Regions from separate parts of the Sus scrofa genome. Here region 1 is linked to region 2. A link is a contact called in public Hi-C data. All regions are on one chromosome and are shown on one strand. The core of a region is the stretch at or near the end of the contact, and the rest is flanking DNA. Distances in the headings are between cores, read along the strand shown.

Region 1 (7,248 bases), core at 3,487-5,986, 69 kb after region 2:
GTTCCTTCCCTGTGGTGCATGCCTGTGTCTGTGCACAGCGAGGATGGGCCCCAGCCCCTTATCAGCTCCCCCACCCCAATCTGAGCTGTATTTTGCAGAGTGAGATGAAGGCCGAGGTCAAGGGCACTCGCACTCACAGGATTTGGGACACATTCCAGGAACCAGCCCCTCCTTGTCCTCGAGTTTCTAAAAGCAGGACCAAAGCCCATACTCAGGGAGAGGATGAGCAGCACTGAATTACAGGAGGATCAGGAAACTGTGGCTGCTCATTCAAGGATTTCCCAAGCCTGGCAGCTGTGCTTTTTTCGCTGTGCTTTTTTCTCCAGGCAGTTCTGCCCTCCTGATCAGTTTCAGGTTGACAAAGCCAGGAAAACCTTGAGGGTTACGGGAAGAACTGTTTTCCTGGTGACTTGTCTGGACCTCACCTTTGTGCTCAGACAACAGTCAGCAGGACCTCCAGATGCGGGGTCAGGAGAGCTGTACCCCCAGCTCAGCCATTTCCGGCTGACACGCCAGCCAATCACCTTGGACCGCAGCCGCAGGGCTGCTCAGCTGTTTGGTTTTCACACTCACCCCTGACGGGGGCACAGGCCTCCTTGTGAGGCGGTGTTTTACTACCTGAGGATGAGCTGGAGTGGATTGTGCAGCTGCCCAACTGGCTTCTCGGACCTGGTCCTGCCTGGGAGGCATAGATCAGAGACCCTGGTGATGCTGAGCATTGGCCCTCCTCTTCCTGGGGGCTTCCTTCAGGGTGAAGCTTTCTCTGCAGCCCTCCCTTCCTCTTGGGGATCGTCCCTGGTTTCCTCAAGTCGCTCCCTGCCATGGCCCTTGACCGTCGCTGGCAGGACAGAGAGTCCTTTGTGAGATTCCTGAAGCTGGAGGGGGAGCTCACGGAGCCAGCCCTCAGGGCAGCTGCCTCCCTGGTGGGTGTTGTGCTGGGTTATCCAGAGACAAGCCTTTGGGAAGGGCCATGGGGTGGCAAAGAGACACATTCCAGACTGAGAAGTGTTGGGCCTCGAGGGTTTGGAGAAAAAGACCCTCTTGACAGGACCACTGTGGGGACTGAGGGTGCCCCGTGCGGGGGACGGTTGAGGAGGTGAATCCTCAGTGGCAGTAAGGCTGGTCTGAGATCAGATTCTGGCTCTGATGTCTTTGCTTAATCAAATACACACCCTTCAATCAGTTCAGCACATGTTTATTGAGTGCCTCCTGTGTGCAGGCTGAGTCGTTTTCCTTAGTCTCTGGACTCTTCCCCTTCATCCAGTGGAGAGTCAAAAAATTTAAAACTCAGGGAGTTCCCATTGGGGCACGGTGGTAATGAACCCAACTAGTATCCATGAGGGTGCGGGTTCCATCCCTGGGTTGGATCAGTGAGTGGGTCAAAGATCCAGTGTTGCCATGAGCTGTGGTGGGGATCGCAGACTTGGCTGGGATCCCGTGTGGCTGTGCCTGTGGTGTAGGCCGGCAGCTATATTTTTGATTAGACCCCAAGCCTGGGAACGTCCATATGCCATGGTTTTTTTTTTGAAAAGAAAAAAATTTAAAACTCAGTGACTATTAGATTGTTGGAGTGGAGGACAGGATGGAGTTTGGGATGACATTAAAGAGGAGACCAGCTTTGATATGAGGCTGGGGAATGCAAAGCCTAAGATGCTTCCGTGAGAAGGTTGTTTCTCTCTTTGAAGGCAGAAGGGCCCCTTGAGAGGAAAAGAAGGGCACGGAAAGGTTATATTTAGGAAGCACCCCCTGCAAGTATCATGGAGAACGGATGAAGAGGTGGGGAAGGAGGTTGGGAAAGCAAAAATAAATCTGAACCCTGGTTGGGGGGGGCCTCTGTGGAGTGAGCTGGGGAGAAGTGATGAAGGCTTAGAGGAAGGTGCACAGAGTGGAAAGAAAGGATGTATTTAAGGCATGAAAGCATTGACATCTGATGGGTATAAATGGTTCTCAACTTTCTGGCTTCTGCCTGAGTAGATGGATATGAGAGGACATGATTTTGGCCTCAAGAAATTGACATTCTTTCTTGACAGTGTATTGAGTTAGGCTAGGCTTCTCCAGATGCTGAAATCTCAGTAACTGTGCAAAGTCCTTTACTTCTCGGCCCTCAAGGGGGTGACTCGGATCCAGGCTGTCTCTTGGGTGGATCTCGAGGGCTCTGTGCTGGCTCTTAAGTGCTTCTGCCCACTGATGACACACCTCTTCTCCTCTCTCAGCCCACTACCCCAGAGCTGGACCCTAGGAGAAGGTCAGGGGGACTTTGGGAGAGCAGGGGGTTAAGTGTGAGGTGCCCTGGAGCACCCCAGAATAAAGAGTTCAGACAATACTTGGGATTGGCTGCTTGAATGCAGTCTGAGCTGGAGATTGTTCCTAGATTTGGGAACCAACAGAAGAGGAGGTGGAATGTTTGGGATCATTTGGGGAGAGTGGGCGGAGTTAGAAGCGAAGGGGCTGGGAGTTCCCATTGTAGCTCATTGGATTAAGAACCGGACTAGTATCCATGAGGATGCAGGTTCCATCCCTGGCCTTGCTCAGCGGGTTGAGGATCCAGCATTGCTGTGGCTGTGGCAGAGATCAGCAGCTGCAGCTCCAATTCATCCCCCAGCCGGGGAACTTCCTTATGCTGTAAGTGTGGCCCAGAAAAGCAAAATAAAGAAGCGCAGCGGTCACAGGTGAAATCTTAGGGAGCACTCGTTGGATCGGTGTTTGGGCGGCTGGGGTATTTGACTTCCTCCAAGTTCCTCGGCTGTGAGAATAGGCTGGCACCTTCTTTGAAGGGACGGTGAAAACCCTCAGCAGGGATTGGCCCCAGCAACGGTGGTTTCCTCCTTCCCTCCTTGTGTCGCACTCAGCTGTGCCTTCTGTTTGTCAGGAACCGTTGTGTATGGCGAGCCCATCACCGCTAGCCTGGGAACGGATGGCTCCCACTACTGGAGCAAGAACTGGGCCAAGGCTGCTGCTTTCGTCACCTCCCCACCCCTGAGCCCCGACCCCACTACTCCGGACTTTCTGAACTCCCTGCTATCCTGGTGAGTGTCCGTGACAGGTTCCCATCTTCCCTTCTTGGTCTTTCCTCAGAGCAGGCCGACCTCGTGGGTAACAGTGGGGTGGGCAAAAGCAAACCCAGAGGCTTGGTTCTCCAAACTTGATGCTTCCAGGGGGATTCTGGATAAAGACCAAGGCCATCTGGAAAGTCAGTCAAAGAGGATGAATGAGGGAGCTAAAGGACCACTGTGGTACCGTGTCACTTGTAAGATACGCCAGCCACAGAGCAGATCTAGAGATTCAGCTTTAGAGTAAATCTTCAGGATCAGTCTATATCTTCCTGAATTTTCTATCTCCTGAGGGGAGATAGACCATTTCAGAAACTTTCGGTGGCCTGGCACATTAAAATATATACTCAGGGGTTCTCGTCATGGCTCAGCAGTAATGAGTCTGACTAGCATTCATGAGGACGCAGGTTCGATCCCTGGCCCCACTCAGTGGGTTAAGGATCCGGCATTGCCGTGAGCTGTGGTGTAGGTTGCAGATGCAGCTTGGATCCAGTGTTGCTGTGGCTGTGGTGTAGACCGGCAGCTACAGCTCCGATTTGACCCTAGTCTGGGAACCTCCATATGCCGCAGGTGCAACCCTAAAAAGACCAAAAAAAAAAAAAAAAGAAAGAAAGAAAAAAAGAAAAAATACGTTCAGGGAGTTCTTGCCGTGGCACGTGAGTTAAGAATCTGACTGCAGTGGCTCAAGTTGCTGCAGAGGCGCAGGTTCAATCACCGGTCTGGCACAGTGGTTTAAAGTTTCCAGTGTTGCCACAGCTGTGGCATAGGCCAGCAGCTGCAGCTTGGATTCAATCCCTGGCCTGGAAACTTCCATATGCCTTGGGTGTGGCCATTAAAAAAAAAAGGATGATGTGAGGTCAAGGATTAGTGAGAAAGCCAGTCGTATGTTTTCCTTGCAGTGGAGACCTGCAGGTCACTGGCAGCGCCCACTGTACTTTCAACACTGCCCAGAAGGCCGTAGGGAAGGACAACTTCACCCTGATCCCTGAGGGTACCAACGGCACGGAGGAGAGGATGTCCATCATCTGGGATAAGGCTGTGGTAAGGAGTGCTGGTCTCACGAATGGGCGGGGCTCAGCTTTCACCGGAAGGTCTTGGGTCTCCTGGGGGCCTTGAAATGGTAATTGAGAAAATTCTAGAAACTGGTACTTGGGTTACAATGCTTCCTTTTTTTTTTTTTTTTTTTGTCTTTTTGCTATTTCTTTGGGCCGCTTCTGCAGCATATGGAGGTTCCCAGGCTAGGGGTCTAATCGGAGCTGTAGCCGCCGGCCTATGCCAGAGCCACAGCAACGCGAGCCGCTATCTGCAACCTACACTACAGCTCATGGCAACGCCGGATCGTTAACCCACTGAGCAAGGGCAGGGACCGAACCCGCAACCTCATGGTTCCTAGTCCGATTCATTAACCACTGCGCCACGACGGGAACTCCTACAATGTTTCTTAGGTTTGGAAATCTAAGACCACACCTCCTAGGTGATTTCCTCCTAAGTATCGCATATGCATTTCTCATTGTTTTCATCTTTCTACCAGTATAGACTGAAAAAAACCTGGTCTTTAAAGTATGACTCTTGGGAGTTCCCTGGTGGTCGAGTGGTTAGGATTTGGTGCTTTCACTGCTATGGCTTGGGTTCACTCCCTAGTCTGGGAACTGAGATCCCACATCAAGCCGCTGCATGTCACAGCCAAAAAAAAAAGGAAGGAATGACGCTTTTGATCAGAGCTTCCTTAGCAACCTGGTGGCTTACTTAATCTTCTACTTTTAGAAATGGACTCAATTTCCTTAAAACTGTCTTTCGGACTCTTGGGGCTTAGTGTTCATTTCCATTCCCGGCTTCTGGCAGGCCTGCTTTGAACATACACTGACCTTGTTTTTTTTAATAGTTTGAAATGTAATAACAATATGTTTTCTGTTTCTTAATGAGTGTTTTCAATTATATACATAACCATATATCCTTATTGCAAAAAGAATAAGGAAGTTGTGGAGTTCCCATCATGGCTCAGCAGAAAGGAATCTGACTAGTATCCATTAGTATCCATGAGGATGAAGGTTCGATCCTTGGCCTCACTCAGTGGGTTAAGAGTCCAGTGTTGCTGTAAGCTGTGGTGTAGGTTGCAGACTAGGCTCGAATCTGGCTTTGCTGTGGCTTTGCTGTGGCTTTGCTGTGGCTGTGGCTTTGCTGTGGCTTTGCTGTGGCTGTGGTGTAGGCTACATCTCCAATTCAGCCCCTGGCCTGGGAACCTCCATATGCTGCGGGCGTGACTCTAAAAAGACAAAAAAAAAGAATAAGAAAGTAAATAAAAAGCAATTAACACTGTTTCAGATACAACTACCATGAACATTTTGGCGGATCTTTCATTTTTTGCCAGTGAGAGGATGCATGTGTATGTACATGATACGTGTGTGCGTGTGTGTAAATAATGCTGGCATCATATATACTATTTTTGTAGCCTGTCTTTTTTTTTTTTTTTTTTTTTTGCTTTTTAGGGCTGTTCTTGCAGCATATGGACGTTTCCAAGCTAGGGGCTGAATCAGAGCTGTAGCCATTGGCTTATGCCACAACCACAGCAACGCGGGACCCAAACTGTGTCTGCGACCTACACCACAGCTCATGGCAACGCCAGATCCTTAACCCACTGAGCAGGGCCAGGCTTCGAACCTGCAACCTCATGGTTCCTAGTTGGGCTCATTTCCACTGCGCCATGACGGGAACTCCATAGCCGGCTGATCTTTTAAAAAATGTATTTCATGAAGAAGTCTACGTATCCTTAATCATACTTGAAAAACTTGGTTTTTAATAGCAGACCATTCCATCTTAATGCTGAGGTGTAATTCATCTGTAATTCTTTGGTTGACCCTTTATTTTGTTTTTGATTTTCTTACTGGGATGAACATCCTTATAGATACCTCCTTAGACACATCTTTAATGACGCTAGAAGGAGAAATTTCTAGAAGTGGTATTACTGGGTCAAAGGTGTGCATATTTTTAAGGCTTTTGATATATATTGTCAGAGTTCCCTCTAGAAAGAGTGCACCAATTTGTATGCTGCCTACAGTATAAAGGTATTTCCAGTTACTTCCACCAGGTCTGAATTGGTGTTATTATCAAGAAAACCCAGGGAGTTCCACAGTGGGTTAAGTAGCCAGTGTTGTCACCGCAGCAGCCCAGATCACTGCTGTGCCCTGTGTTTGATCCTTGGCCGAGAAACTTCCACAGGCTGTGGGCCTGGCCAAAAACAACAAAACAAAACATAACAACCCCCCTCTGAAAGTATCACCGATTGGATTGTGAATTTTGTGTCTCACTGTTTTACATTTCTTCTCAATTTTTCATGAGAGCAAGTATTTCTTTTATTGCTTTTGGTCATTTGTATTTTTTTCTCCTTTCTGCTACCTGCTTATTTCCTTTGCCCACTTTTCTATTGGATTTAGAGCAGGTTTCCTAACTCGGAGAGATGCATTTATCTCCTCAGATCCTGCATTTATTTATTTATTTATCTTTTTAGGGCCACACCTGTGGCATATGGAGGTTCCCAGGCTAGGGTTCAAATTGGAGCCATAGCCACCATACACCATAGCCACAGCAATGCCAGATCCGAGCTGAATCTGTGACCTACGCCACAGCTCATGGTAATGCGGCAGATCCTGCATTTTAAAGGGACGTGGAGCATAAGTGGTGGAGATGAGACAGTGTGGGGCAGGACATGGGGAAAGTGATTGGTATCCAGGATAAGCTACAGGGGCCAGAGGCTGACAGACATGCTTTCATTGGATAGATCTAAGGTCTGCATCTGTGTCTTTGAAAGGGACAGCTGTTCCAGCCAAGGGATGTTTCCTGAAAAGGCATTGCAGCCCCTTCAATTTTTTAAAAGCTTTTCTTTCTGTTTTCTTTTGTTTGTTTGTTTGTTTGTTTGTTTTGTCTTTTCTAGGGCCGTACCTGAGGCATATGGAGGTTCCCAGGCTAGGGGTCTGATCGGAGCTGTTGCCACAGGCCTACACCACAGCCACAGCAACGCCAGATCCAAGCCGCATCTGTGATCTACACCGAAGCTCACAGCAACGCTTGATCCTTAACCCACTGAACGAGGCCAGGGATCGAATCCGCAACCTCATGGTTCCTAGGAGGATTCGTTTCTGCTGCGCCACGGTGGGAGCTCCTTAAAACCTTTTTACTTTGAAGTAATTATAGATTGGGCGGA
Region 2 (6,581 bases), core at 82-2,581:
TCCCAGGGGATGGATGGAAGTTCTGGGCACCAGGGACTGTGAACAGGGTGAAGAATGGGTCCTCAGACCACCTGTGCCCCCTCTGTCAGGGTGGGTCCTGTTTTCTGCTAAACAAGTTTTTTCATCATTTAAAGAATGAACGCTTTGGGCTTGGCGTCACCACACTGACCTGGGTTAGAATCCTGCTCTTCGAGTTCCCATTGTGGCGCAGTGGAAATGAATCTGACTAGGAACCACGAGGTTGTGGGTTCGATCCCTGGCCTCGCTCAGTGGGTTAGGGATTGTGGTGTAGGTCGCAGACACGGCTCGGATCCCGCGTTGCTGTGGCTCTGGCGGAGGCCGGTGGCTACAGCTCTGATTAGACCCCAAGCCTGGGAACCTCCATATGCTGCAGGTGTGGCCCTCAAAAGACAAAAAGATGGGAAAAAAAAAAAAAAAGGAATCCTGCTCTTGCTCCTATGTGAACCTGGGCCTTGAACAAGAGTAGCTTTACTCTCCTGTCTAGAATATCAGGATATGGAGACTTAGCTAGTAAGATTTTGGGGAGGGTTGAGTAAGAGGTATTTAAAGCACCCTGTGCTGTACCTAGACTATGGTAGGTACTCGATGAGTGTCACTTCCCTCCTCGCTGACATACGACAGTGACTTGACTAGAAGGCAAGAATTCCCTGATGGCACAGTGAGTTAAGGATCTGGCATTGTCACCGAAGTGGCTCGGGTGGCTGCTGTGGCTGGGTTTTGATCCCTGACCTGAGAGTTTCCATGTGCCAAGGGCGTGGCCAAAAAAATAAAATAGAAAGACAAATAGAGAGTGATGATAACAGTGACCACTCTCTCATTAGGTGTTCCCACTGGATAAAGAGCAGGACATCAATGTACTTTGGGGAGAGGAAAGTCCCAGGTAGGGAGTGAGATGTGCATTTTATTTATTTATTTTTAATTTTTTTTTGGCTGCAACCTCAGCATGTGGACGTTCCTGGGCAAGGGACTGAACCTGAGTCACAGCAGTGATGGCACAGGATTCTTAACTGCTGGGCCACCAGGGAACTCTGAGACCTGCATTTTCATTCACATTCTCCCAACTTCCTCTTCTGTAAAAGGAGAGCGGGGGTGGTCTAGAGACCAGAGAGAAAATAGCTTAAAAACATTCCTGGGCCTTATCTCCGGAGATTCTAATCAACAAGTCTGCGCTGGGGCCTCAGATGATGGTGATGCAGAGATAAAGTCACTCCAGGTGATTAAGACCCAGGATCGCTGTAATAAGTGTCTCCAAGGCCTTTTCCTTTAGTCCTGAGTCATCCATCACACCAGACATGGACCAAGGGCACCAGAACCACTCTCCTCATTCGCCACCAGAGGGCAGGCCTGAGGCATGACGGCCAGATCGAGATGCTGGCTGTCTGGGTGCTGACAAAAAGACCCTAACGAAAACCTGTAGTCCCACAGAGAGTGCTGTACGAGTCAGGCAAGGACCATTGTGGGTGAGTGGGGGGGGGGGGGAAATTGTGTGCCAGCTGGAGATAAGAGGAGAAAGCCACGTCTATGAGATTTTATGAAGTGCACGCTTTCCTCTGAGCCTGATGTCCAACAAGATTTGATGAAACTTACTTCTTCTCAGAGTAAGGACTTCCTCAGGATGCTTCACAGCCTGGAGTTGACCAGCAGTCTTTCCAGTTTCAGCAAAATCAATGTAGGGCTCAGAGGGCCAGTGACTGCTGGCCCTCAGTGGGTCCCCACTCTGTGCCCCCCGTAAAGGACACAGCCACTGGGGAGGGCAGTGGGCGGGCTTGGATCCGTTGGTCCTTGGCTGGCTCTCTGCAGACTGCACCCCTTCAGGGTTACAGGCACAAAGCAAATGACTGTCATGGCCCGATTCCAGCCACAAAGAAGCAGCATCATTTCCAGTTCAGTGTCCTAGTTGGTGCCCTTGGTTTTTGGCAGAGCAGAATTCCAGTCCTTTCTCTTTGCCACTGCATTTCATTTTAACCTCTGCAGGCTGCCTTTGAAGCCACAGCCCTTGGCATCAGTTCTGCTGCAGAGTGGGGACTTGGACTCTCCTCTCCTTCGCTAGCAGTTTCTATTTGGACGTGCCCTGCTCGGTGGCATCCTGAAGGTCCCACTTCCACAGAGGCCTGGGGTGGCAGGCACAGAAGCAGAAATGATTACTCCCCTCTCTGCAAAGGGGGAAGATGAAACCAAGTGCAGTGGTGGGATGGACAGTGCTGCCCACGGTGCTGAGGAACTGAAAGCAACCCAGTCACTCCAGAGTGCCTGAGTGACAGTACTGCACCCTCCACCCCCAGTTCCCCTCAGGTTGTAGGACGGGAACATCTCAAAAGTCCCGACTGGGTGTCGTCACTCATCTATCCATACACCTCATCCTTCTTGAGCCCCTACTCTGTTGGCCCCATCATAGCATAAGAGATGAGTATGATTTTGAAAGAGGGAGTTCCCATTGTGGCTCAGTGGGTTAAGAACCTGGCATAGTGTACGTGAGGATTCGGGTTTGATCCCTGGGCTCATGCAGTGGGTTAAGGATCTGGTGTTGTCACAAGCTGTGATGTAGGTTGCAGATGGGGCTCGGATCTGGCATTGCTGTAGCTGTGGTGTAGGCTGGCAGCTGCAGCTCCAATTGGACCCTTGGCTTGGGAACCTCCATATGACGCATATGCAGCCCTAAAAAAAAAAGGAAGAAAAAGGGAGTTCTTAGACTCTGTGAGCTCACTGTTGACATGGAAGGAAAACCATGATCACCTGGTTATAGGTGAGGGCAGAGAGTGAAGATGGAATGAGATGATGAATGGTATAATACAGGCATACACGCACGAAGGGAAGGGAGAGAAAGAAACAATTGAAGAAATTGGTGCAGAGAGAAAATGATTAGAGATTCCCTGTCTGATGCTGGAGTCATTTTGGAATTGGATGTTCTCTTCCCATGTTTTCCCAGGCTTGGTGTTATGTGGCAGTTTTACTTAGGGGAGGTGTAGCTTAAAATCCAGGCAGCTATCCCTATGTCAGGAATAATAAGCTGCATGCGCACAAGGTCTCATGCAGTTCCAGGGACTTGGAGGAGAGAAGCTGGGTGGCAGCGCTAAGAGAAAGGCCTAGGTTGGGGACGTTGCTGACTTCCCAGTTCATCTCGGCAGGGACGTGGGAGAACCTTCGTTTCTTGCAATAGCAATGACAGTATTTGTTTATGCAGTAAATGTTGAGGCTCCCGCCATGGATCAGGTGGCATGCTGGTCACTGGAAAAAAAGAGAATTGCAAGGCTTTTAGCTTCTGGGAGCCAGACTGTAATAGAAGAAATGGATAAATCATTACGATGCGACAGGTTGTGTGTTACAGTAGAGGTGAACACAGGAAGCCGTACTGGACACTTTAGAGGGCGGATGGGGCAGATGCACCCACCGAGGAGGTGACACTTCAGCTCACCCTTAGAGGAAGAGAGAGGAAGAGCTGAGGGACACGTAGAGGGAGCAGCGCAGGGCAGGCCCGGATTTGAGAAGGCACCTGTTGGTGGGTATGTGTATCCCTGCCTGGGGATGGGTAATGAGGAGCAGAGAGGCTGTGGTCATAGCACCTGAATAGAACTCACTCCTGGATCACAAGGCAGGTTCTCACTTCCTCCAGATCACCAGGGGGCCTGGGATAGAACTCTTTCACTAACCCACTCTTATTTACCACTTCTTGCTCTTCAGGGTGTTAGGGGAGGAGTATGGGAAGGCAGGGGCTCTGGGACGGGGTTGTGATGTGGAATAGGCCAGCTTAGAGTGCTGTGATTTTTTTAAAAAATTCAGAAAAGTCATGCCTGAGAATCAGTTCACATATTTGGCTCAGGGGCCATGGTTTATAACTTTAAAGGCAATTGTCATTGAGTGTTTGTCCAAAGGCAAAAAATACTGTAAATATATAAGTCAATCAGTGGGTGGAAAATTTTCCCTACATCCTCTACTCTGCATTGTATTGAGCGATAAGTGTGGTAAGAAATGCAGATTGCTGACAGTTCTTTTCCTAGATCAGTTAAAACTATTTGGCATCTTCTATGTGCCAAATATGCCGAGGCTCTACTCAGAACAGACAAAGCAATTTAAACCTTACACCTTTGGATGTTTATGAGTGGTAATGTCAATTATCATGGACTAGGGAACCTCCTGTCAGTGAGGCCAGAAATAAGACTGATACAAGTAAGATGGACAAATAAGCTCTTGAGAACTTTTATTACAAAGCAAAACATTCAACTGGCCAACTGATGAATAACAAAGTGCAGTTAAAGCCATTAAGATCAAGCAATTCAGGAGCAGGAGAACAGAAAGAAAATAAGCAAATAATATACTTAGAAGTTATTTTGTTTTAAATTAATGTGACTCTCATTCTTTACTTGTTTGCCACACAGTGTTTTCGTTATGATTTAACAGGACATTCATTCCCCTGCCGCCCCCTCCCCACTCCTAGTTACAATCTGTAGTGGGCTTTTGGGGATTGGGAGGGCACGTTCTGTGCTTTCTCAGACTCGTGACTTTAACCCCTACAGGCTGACACCAATACTTGCTGACTTCAGTTCACCTGGTTCTTAGCACATCACACAGTTGGAAGGGGGAAGTGCTCCTTTTTTAAGATGCACAGTTAATTGCAACGTGAATGCATTAACCAGACTGGGAAGCCTGCTGCATGCCCCACATCCCTTTTCTGGGACTTTAGAATTTATAGGAATAGGTGTGATAGGGTGCCTTTAACACCTTCTGCATGGACAGATAATCATCCCAAGTGGCCAGGGCAGCCAGATGCAGAAAGACTTTGAAACGTGGGCCTACAGTAGCCTCAGGATTAGTTTGCATTTATCTGGCTAATCTTTGCTGAGCAAGTGTGAGCCAATTAAATAGATTCTTTTTTTCCCCTGATTGCCTGAAGGCCTAGAATTATGGAGAGAGTCTATCTATTGTTAGCTCTCTTGCAGAGAAGCCGAAAGCCATGGGCCAGCCCAAAGGTTTTAGCTATTGTACCTGACTGGGCAACCTTCCAAAGGCATGACCTTTGGTAGATTGCTTGGGATCAGCTGGTCCAGCTTTTCCTTTCCCTGGGTTTCTGAAGTAAGAGCATCAGAGCAGAACTTGGACAGAGCCAAGGGGGGGTCTCATTCTGTTCAATTGCTAGCTCAAGAGGCCAGGCCTCGAATGCCCTCTGTGTGGCTAGGATCTGAGCAGGAGTCAAGACTGCCCTGTGTTTTAAACTGATTCTGGGACGTGTCCTCTGACTTAGGTTCCCTTTTTTTTGGGGGGGTGCTAAGTGGATATAAGCGTTCTTTCATTCCTCCTGCTTCTCATGTTCATCTGGCTTTCTGCTTTATTATATGATGCGGGGTCTATCTACAGCAGTGTAAATCCTTTGGGCTGTGAATCCCAACAGTTTCTCTTCAACAGAACTTGAGGTAGCAGCAAAACGCGCCCCCTCCCCGCAACATCACCTAAATGGGTGTAGGGTGAGCATGACTGTTACAGAAAACTGGGCCCTAGAATGGATCAGGCCGCTGCTGCCCCCGCTCTCCAACCCCAAGTTCCTTGCGACCCCAAGGCACAAAGGGACTTTTCAGGGCGGGGTTTCCATCCCCAGCAGAAGCCTACAGCCTTCCCTGGCTGTCTTCCTTCCCGACTTTGGGCAGCGAGGGCTTCGGACTTCCCAGCAGCCAGGCACGGATGCCCGGCGCCGGGCCTCCAGTTTCACTTCCTCTCCGCAGCCTCACCCCGGGCCCGTGCCCCTCCGCCCCTGGAGAGCCCAGTCGGGCGCCTGCCGCTAGCAGGCCGGCGTCCAGCCGCCCTTTTCCGAGGCCGGGCGTGGCGGGCGCCGCGCGGAGCCTCTCCCCTCCACTCCCCTTCTCCCCGCTCGCTGCCATCTAAATTCCCCGGTCGACTCCTGGGCGGAGGCCGAGGGAGCCTTCGCGAAAGGCGAGGGCGGCGGGAGGAGGGCTCGGGCGCCCCTCCCGGGCGGCGCGGCGCCGACCGGCCTTGTAGTCGCGCGCTCGCCGCCAGCAAAGCCATTGGCTCGGCGCAGTCACCCCACGCGGGGCTGCAGCGGCGGCCTCCGCGGATTGGCGCGCGGGCGGGCATCCACCGCGGCGCGCGCAAGCGGGTGCGTGCCGGCCAGGCCACCCTGAGGCCCAGCGCCTCGAGGGTGGGCGCCCCCCGTCCGTGATGACCACCCCCCGCTGTCCCTGCGTTGCAGATGCTGCATTTGGGGCTCCAGCCAGCCCCCGTCGCAGACGAATCGACCCGAAGAAAGGGCGCGAAAGGCGCGCTCCCCACTCGGGCGCACGCACCGACCGCCGCCCTCGGCCGCACACTGCCGCAATTCGCGCTCTCGCGCCGCTCCCCTCCCCGCCCGCGCTCATTTGCATATACCACGATTGTGGCCAATCAGGACTCGTCTCTCTCGAAGCGGATGGCTTTGGCCTGAGAGGAAAGGGAGTGGCTGGTGGCGCATGCGCCGCGGTGGCTGACTTGAACCGAGGCTTTTATTGCTGTAGTTTATTTCCACCCCCTTCCCTCCTGTTCTCTCTCTCTCTTTCTTTTTTTCTGCCCTAGCTGGG

The links. A called contact is a pair of places that touch in the nucleus more often than the background predicts.
Region 1: a contact with region 2 is called in a Hi-C map of alveolar macrophages, with 3 times the contacts expected there. The contact joins two enhancer-like sites. A contact is called at or near these places in 26 of 47 Hi-C or Micro-C datasets (adipocytes, adipose tissue, alveolar macrophages and 12 more) and 2 of 2 datasets of contacts at active chromatin or transcription factors (alveolar macrophages and skeletal muscle).

What each region holds. Positions count from the first base shown.
Region 1 is chr14:10,527,070-10,534,317 of Sscrofa11.1, forward strand. DPYSL2 (dihydropyrimidinase-related protein 2) reads left to right here. Exons shown (of 14, transcript XM_001927801.6): 9 at 2,870-3,026; 10 at 3,950-4,091. Among named protein-coding and RNA genes, the nearest start is that of DPYSL2, 100 kb to the left of the region's middle. Within about 2 kb of position 4,737, at least 1 of the 83 cell types and tissues checked has an H3K27ac peak or open chromatin away from gene starts, as enhancers often do. A contact at or near this core is called in alveolar macrophages, where this site is marked.
Region 2 is chr14:10,461,465-10,468,045 of Sscrofa11.1, forward strand. The region is part of intron 1 of DPYSL2 (dihydropyrimidinase-related protein 2); the gene reads left to right. Among named protein-coding and RNA genes, the nearest start is that of DPYSL2, 36 kb to the left of the region's middle. Within about 2 kb of position 1,332, at least 12 of the 83 cell types and tissues checked have an H3K27ac peak or open chromatin away from gene starts, as enhancers often do. A contact at or near this core is called in alveolar macrophages, where this site is marked.